Regions from separate parts of the Mus musculus genome. Here region 2 is linked to region 1. Evidence: chromatin contacts called from public promoter capture Hi-C data. All regions are on one chromosome and are shown on one strand. Each heading gives the region's core, a stretch centred on a gene start, on an enhancer-like site or on the middle of the called end of the contact. The rest is flanking DNA. Distances are from core to core; before and after follow the strand shown.

Evidence for each region. Promoter capture Hi-C pulls out the DNA fragments that hold promoters and counts their contacts.
Region 2: a promoter capture Hi-C map of liver shows a contact between it and region 1, with 2.9 times the contacts expected there. The contact joins the promoter of Cpq here to the enhancer-like site in region 1. A contact is called at or near these places in 6 of 39 promoter capture datasets (cranial neural crest, embryonic stem cells, liver and 2 more), 2 of 484 Hi-C or Micro-C datasets (both in liver) and 1 of 9 other capture datasets (adipose tissue).

The regions. Positions count from the first base shown.
Region 1 is chr15:32,965,380-32,969,435 of GRCm38.p6, forward strand. The region is part of intron 1 of Sdc2 (syndecan 2); the gene reads left to right. Among named protein-coding and RNA genes, the nearest start is that of Sdc2, 47 kb to the left of the region's middle. Within about 2 kb of position 1,637, at least 6 of the 459 cell types and tissues checked have an H3K27ac peak or open chromatin away from gene starts, as enhancers often do. A contact at or near this core is called in liver, where this site is marked.
Region 2 is chr15:33,080,954-33,084,872 of GRCm38.p6, forward strand. It overlaps Cpq (carboxypeptidase Q), which reads left to right and starts at 2,176. Exons shown (of 8, transcript NM_176073.4): 1 at 2,176-2,369.

The DNA of each region.
Region 1 (4,056 bases), core at 387-2,886:
CCACATCATTTTCCATCACAGAATCTAAATTCAAAGAGAATATGGGCTCTGAAATTTGACTTTAGCAGCATCCAGCACAGCAGACCGTATGTAATGAGTGTTTTGGGTTGGGGAAAGCTCTGAAGTTGGAAGCTGAAATGGCTAATGCCTATACAATAGAAGGTTATTAATGTCTCTTCAGTGGTGGCCTGGTTTTTATAGCAGAGAATGAATAAACACCCAAGATTTTTGTTTTTGTTTTGTTTTGTTTTGTTTTGTTTTGTTTTGTTTTGTTTTGTTTTGTACTGGTCCTAAACAATCCTGTCACATTATTTCTCTGCATATCTGTCTTAGTATTCTAGAGAGATCAGAAGTGGGACAGGTGACCTCCACTGAGAACTCAAGGGTGTACAGGTCCTGCTTGGGATTTCAAGGTGAATCCATGGCTTAACTAAATCTATTTATTAAATAATTTCTTCTCTTCTTCAGTGCAGAACATTTTTTTTCTACACAGAATAATAGTGAGAACGGTGACCATATTCCTCATTTGTCTTTCTTATATTTCTCCTACATGGCTGTGTGAACTTCCCAAGGGCCAGAGCTTCCTCATTCATCGTGATATGCCTGCTGTACTTTGCTCAGAGCAGCAGCAGCCCTAGGAAATTCTGTAGCTTTTTAAAAAATTTACTTAGTATATGAATGGGCTTAGAGATAATTATACCCACTTACAATAGATGAAGCAATTGTAGATTTTTAAAGCACATGAATGTTATAGACAACCTCATTTAGTATAATTATCATCTGGTTTATAGATAATTAAGGAACATAATTGTATATTTTTTACAGTTTGTTATTATGCATTATTTGAAGGCTGCCCTGCATTTTATGGGCCTATCACTTCATGATGTCACATAAGTGATCTGGGGAGGGGCAGAGGTGCATGCCTTCTTTAAGTTCACTGAGCTGTCGACTGTTACCAGTATATCCTGATGGGCTAAGTTGGCTAGCTTGGCTGCTTTGACTCCTGCATTAGCTAAGAGATAGGTTTTACTATTTCAACTCTTCTCTGCCTAGGAAACAGTTCTGGGAATATTTTAGTTTTTTTGTTGTTGTTGTTGTTTGTTTTGTTTTGTTTTGTTTTGTTTTTTGTTATTGTTTTAAATAAATGTTTGATAGTCAAGTCATTGGTGTCTTGTGAGAGTTCTGTTTACGTATATTGTTTCTTGAATTCTGATTTTTCACACACACAAAATCACTGCCAGTTCTCTGAATTTTACAGCTCTTAGCCTATTCCATGACTGATAATTTTGACAATTTCTCCCTTTTCCCCTCCCTACTGAAGTCATTCTGATGTCAGAATTCAGACAAAACTTAAATGAGAGAGAAACAAGACTAGAAACTGTATCCAGGAATAAAGGAGTTTGATGTAGGTCATTTGAAAAGTGTAAGATATAGACAAAGAGAGGGGAGATGATTCTCTTACAGCAGTGGGAGTCAGGACCAAGTCCAAGGCAAGGATGAATCCATGGCACTTGAAAAGACTGTGGTAACAGAAGCATAACCATGTTTCAGTGGAATATTGATCTCTGTAGAGCTGCAGATGCCCTAGAATCCAGTGAACTATGTAATCATCCATAGTCCTGCTTTTTTCTACCCTGAAACTCTGTTCAGTGTGGACAAACTCTGTTCTGTTCTGGGATTAGTGTATCTCCTGCGATCTGCATTGCCACCAGGCACCTAAGTGAGCTTGGAATGTTGGAACCACGCTTTATGAAACCATGCCTCAGATGGCAGTGCCTACAGCTTGCAGTGTAGTATTCAGATAAGTGCAGTTTAGTGCTGTACCCTGGAGACCCCATCAGGGATGCTAAGGAACCCTCAGAGGCTGTTCATGTAAGAGAGTAACAGCAAGCAGAAATTCAAGGTAGAACTTTTCTAGGGCTGATGGTATGGGCAGATGAGAACTGTTGAGAAATTCCAAAGTGTTTTTTGTTTGTTTGTTTGTTTGGTGTTGGTGTTTTGTTTTGTTTTGTTTTTCATTTGTCATTCATTGAGATGTTTTCAAAAGGCAAGCTTTTAAATCCGTTCCTCTGCAGGTCTGGTAATAGAGCCTCATAGATACTCCATATAATCCAGGACTAGAGATTGAACTTGGAGGGATATTTTAGTTGGGACCATGAACCCTAAATGTACTGAAGGCCACTGAACCAATTCCCTGAAATAGTAGAATGGTACAGATGTTTGCTTTGTGGAGAAGATGGGCCATAGCCTTGACTACATCCACAAACATGCCCTTACTAAGATTTGTCAAAGCAGACAAAGGAGTCATGAGATGTGTCTGGGGAAGGCAAGGCTGGCTGTCTTGCAGAAGACATTCCATTTGCTTCTCTGTATGGGTTGCCGCAATCATTAACTGGGATAGAAGGAACAAAAAGGGCGGTGTTGTGTAGTGTGTATAATAAATTTTTCTGTTCCGTAAGGAGCTGTGCCATTGGTTTAGGCTGAAGTACAAAGGGATAGCAATTTTAACAGTGAGGAGCTGAATTATATCAGCTTTGCAGCTGAAAGATAAAAGCTGGTATATGAAACAGGATCTTGTGTGAATGAGTTCTTCAAGTGTTTCAATAAAGATTCATCAGAGCAGTTAGCTCTCTAACCAGGTTACAGTCTCTGGCTTCTGATTCCTTTGTGGAATTAAAAATGCTTTTAGTAAGAGGAGCTAAACAAGCCTTTGGTTTGGATTTCTATATATTGATTTATGGACCTGGTGAGCATCCTGCTGTGAACTTCCTCTGCCAATGGTAACCATCACAATAAGCAAAGCTTTTCTGAACTGGCACTTCCACAGACCCTGGAGCCTGCTATATTAGGTGTGACAGTTTTTAAAAAGCAACTGTGTTAGAATGAAAACAGGCCACTTCTAAATGGTCTATTGATTTGCAAAACCTTTGTGTCAGAGTGAATAGTCTCATATCTGAGTTGAGAGGAGATGCTGACCAGTTTCAATTTGTTACTATAGCTTGAAGCTTTGAGCTGACAATGTTTCAGTGATGGTGCTTGCCACCTGTGGAAAGTCTGCTTGTGTCTCAGGCTTCAGTCATACATGTGAAAATCCGATTCATTATTTCACACAAGAAAAGACTTTAACAGTTCCACTACAGTGTGAATCTCTGTGAATGTGGATCTAGAAGGCCTTGTTATGACTCAAGCTCTCCCATAAACTTGTAGATCCCCGTCCCCACCAATGCTCTGCATTGGGCTATTGGTGGAAATTGTTATGTGGCTTGTGTCTTAGGCCAACATGGATAGTGTTCAATGAGTTCTCCATAAGAATTACAAATGGGAGAGGATTGATAGACAGTTCAGTGGAACACTTGCTGCTCTTCCAGAGGACCTGAGTTCAGTTCTTGGTACCTATGTTGGGAACTTCACAACTACCTGTAACTCTATTTCTAGGGGAACCAATTCTGTCTTGTGGCCTCCTGTTTTAATATTGTTCCTGGTGAGATCTAAATTCTATTTTTTTAGACCCTTAATGTCCTTTTTCTGTTGTGGATTATACTTTCCAATTATAAAATTAGTCATGATGTTGTAATGTCTGCTGCATGACAGATATCCTCCCAAACAAGGACTGTCAAGGAAAAAGACAGTTCTCAGAATTACAAATACTTTCTGCTGTAGATTATGGTGTGATTCATATTGTCAGAGGAGTTGTTTTTCTGTGCTCAGCCTTGAGTATGTATTTGACCCATTTTTCAAAACTCATTTTAACCTATATTTCATGTCATCACTGTGGTTTTGCCTTTTAGTACAAGGTGTAGAGGTCCATTAGGTGGCTGCAGCTGAGCCTAAGTCTGAGACTGAGACTACAAAGTCTGAGTCTAGCTGTACTGGCTAGTTTTGTGTCAACTTGACACAGCTGGAGTTATCACAGAGAAAGGAGCTTCAGTTGAGGAAATGCCTCCATGAGATCCAACTGTAAGGCATTTTCTCAATTAGTGATCAAGGGGGAAAGGCCCCTTGTGGGTGGGACCATCTCAGGGCTGGTAGTCTTGGTTCTATAAGAAAGCAGGCTGA
Region 2 (3,919 bases), core at 926-3,425, 120 kb after region 1:
ATCACATGGCACATGGCTTAGTAGCGGATGTAGATGTAAGCATATAATTCCAGTGAGGTAAACCCCAGAAAAGAATGAAAGCACAGAGAAGGAGCTTCCCTTCCAGCAGCTTGCATGAGCCAAGTTCTGAGTTACTAGAGTATCTGAGTCAGAGAGAGCAGTGCTAAGAGCTATGGAGATCTACCAATGCCATTGTATCAGAAATGTAACAGTTCTAAAAGAAACAAGAATAGAATGAACACCAATGGGGAAAGATATATAGTAGATGGACATGAATAGAGTAATTAAAATCAACCATCTAAAGGGAGGGGAAAATGGTCCAGGACAATGTAAGCATAGATGGGCTCTGGAATCAAGCTATTTTAATTTACAACGTCAACCTGACCTCACAGGGTGTGTCATGACCTCTCTAGCTTTCAAATTACTCATCCGTGAAGTAGAAATAATAGTCATAATACCTAGCTCATAGGGCTGAGAAACACCCACAGATAATCCGCATAAAGTGTTAGTAAAAAGCATTCAATTAAAGTTCAAGTCTTGTCATTATTACATTGTGAGTCAATGACAGAGAACTTTTACAGCATAAGAAAAGGCTGGGAAGCATTGGGCACGGCATGAGCACGGCACTGCCATCTAAGCTATACTTAGAGAGACAGTCTATGGGCCGTCTTTACAGGTGCACGATGAGCTAAACACAGAAGTCGAGTGTAAGCAGCTAGAAGCGTCAAAAAGGTGATATTTCACTTGTTGCAAACCTGTAGGTTTGTTTTTCCACAAAACTAGAGTCTGTCATTTTATAGCTTTTCAGTTACCTTTGCTAGATTATTAATTTCATTTTACAAAATTAGCCTGTTGTAGGAGATTGGAAATAATCCAACCTATTCTTCATCAAAGATAGTTTCAGAGAAATGTAAATCATTGGGACTAGATATGACTCCCCAGGGACCATTTGTGGAAAGGCCAGCTAGGACCATGTTGAAAAGACCCTTGAATACCTCACAGAAGTGATATTTTGTGAAAGGCAACGCGACTAGTCAAAGTTTAGAGGGATTGTTATATTGTACATAGGTGAAAGGACTCAAAATGATTTTCTTTGTATATGCTTAATTTTTTCTTTCCTGTTTTTTAAGTATGTGAGTTTTCTTTTTCTTAGCATCTACCTATGTAGCCCAGGTTAGCCTGAAACTCAAAATATCCCTGCCTCTATTTTCTGTGTTTTGAGATAACACATACATGGATCAGCATGCCTAAGTTTTTCCTTGGTTTTGTGTGTGTGTATGTCTGTGTGTGTGTGTGTGTTTTAAGAGGAGAGACAGGAACTGGAAAGTATTTTACAAAGATAACTTTGATAAGAGTCTGGCTAAGTAAAGAAATTTGGACTTATCAAAACATAAAACATTAAAAACATGTGCACATGTTGCAGTTTGGACTTTATGCAGGTCCCCAAACTACTGAAGTCATGCAGTGACTTGATGTGTCAGGGTATACTGGTTCACAAGGGGGTCCTTCCTTTTCTCAGAGGAGAAGGGGGCAGAGGATAAAACAGGGGCTGTGGGAAGGGGGAGCTGAAAGCAGAGGGGCTACTGTGATCAGGATGTAAAGTGAATGAATGAATAGATAGATAGATAGATAGATAGATAGACAGATAGATAAATGGGCCAAAAATATGCGCACATGTACTACAAGAGTAGTATAGCATTGCTCTTTCCCTGATACAATGCCTAGACTGAAAATGACTTTCTGATCTCCTAGTTTTAGATCATGACCCCTGCCTTCATGATCACCTCCTTTCTTACAGTCTTTCAACTATTAAGGAAGGGAGAAAATAACCTGGTGCTTCATTTTGTTTTTGAGACAGGGTCTCATTTATTCTGTAGCCCTTGCTAAGCCTCAAAGTCCTGGGCCATCTTCCCGCATATCCATCCTCCCTAGCTACTGGGTGATTGATAACATGAACAAAATAACTGTTGAGTTGCTTTTGTTGGGAAGGAGTTTGACGGTTCCAACAAAGTCTCTTGAAGCCAGGCCTTGGGGACCCTACTTGCCTTAAGTCAGGCTCAAGGAGACCTTTCAGGGTCGGGTCCAGCCAGCCACAGTCTCAGTTAAAGCCCAGGCCTCGGGCCTGGCTGACGGTTGCACCTTTGTCTCCGCCCACCGGCCAGGGAGGGCTCCACAGCTGTCCTGGCACACAAAGAAGCCAGGCCTGCAGACTACTGGGGCTCCGGGCTGTTCCTGAGGCCTCTGGAGGCCCGCCCTGTGGCTCCAGTGCGCTCTGAGGACCTTCCTGGTCCCGCCCCCGAACGTGCCTGTGGTCTGCAGGCCTCACCGGGTGTTGTGGCCGCTGCTGCTCCGCAGAGCCTCGTGATCAGGTGAGTGCCCCCCAGGCTGTGGGTGACCAGCTGCTCCCCAGAGGCGGGAGGGTGGGCTGAGGTCAGCCGGCCTGGCTGCCAGAGAGCTTCCTGATCGGGCTGGAGTGCCCTTGCATAGGACGAGACTGCCTGCAGTTACACTGAAACCCAGAGGCAGAGACCAAAATTGCTGGTGCCTGTCTCTTCTTCAAGGTCTCTTGCACCGTCCCTGGACTGCCTAGGAGCTTCCTTCAAGGCCCTATCTGGAATTTTCCCTAGTCAACTGACTTGCAAGAGGCTTTACCAGGACGGGGTGGGAGAGCTTTGGTGGTTTCTTTCACTTTCTACCTAGTTCTGTTCTTTCATTTCTGATATGAAAGGCCCCATTTTCGAGTTGTCAGCGTCTGACTTGTCATACATAGTCGTACTCAATATCCAATAATTGACTGTGAAGTAGAACTGAATGAATGAAGTGGACAAATGCGTAGGAAATGCAGCAGAATGAGCAAAATATATGAATGGCACAGTGAATATGAAATGGAGACATCAGACACACAGGCTTTCGCCTCTGTTTTCTCAGAGTTAAGTGTTTTGCAATCTCTGTGGTTAATCAAGAGGAGTTTGATTCTTTGTAGTTGTTAGTTACTAGACTCCTGCACCTTATTATCTCCATTGGTTGGATTAAATATATTTTGCCTAAAACAAAATAACCTGAACTCTTGCTTGCTTGTGCTTTATTCTCCCCACTTTTGGTTTGAGCCAGCGTTGTTACCAAAATATATAATGTATTTACAAGGTACAAAGGTACATCTCAAAGCAGAACCATGTCGCTGACTTGTATTTAAATCCAGACACTTCTCATGAATCTAAGACTGGACAATGTCTATTTTCCTTAGACAAGGGTTGGTTTAGTTGCAGGTGAATGAAGAAAACAAAATATGTCACAGTGAGGAAAGTAATTTGTGTGCATGACACATAAAGAGTGCTTTAATACAGTTGATCACTGCTGTAGTTTTGCTTCCTAGACCCCAAGTTCCACAACCCCCCCCCCCCATAAAACCAAAATCAATGACTTTGAATTGTCACTTGATCTCTTTAGATTTTAACTTCATTATGTGTGTGTGTATGTACATGTGTGTATGGACCTGTGGTTAACACAGGTATCTTCCTCAAAGGTTTTATTCTTTAAATTTTGGAGACAGCACATCTCAGTGGACCTGGGGGTCCAGTGAATCTGCTAGATCAGTTGGCCAGTGAGCTCCAGGAATCCTCTTGTCTCCACCCTGCTAGTGCTGGGGTCACAGACATGTGCCGGTGCATATTTTTACCTACCTATTTCAAGTCTATCTGGTAGAGTAAATGTTTTGTTTAGTGAAAAAGACTGACTTTCTCAGGTTGTTTTCCCAAATAGCCAGTTGTGGGTTCATGTGTCATTCAACTATGAAATGTACAAGTTGATATTCATGGTGCTCTGACCACACACTTTTATTGTTCATTTAAACTTCTTACTTATATTACCCTACTAATCCTCACCGTAAACTTAAGAGCAAGGCAAACTTGAAACTCCTTTT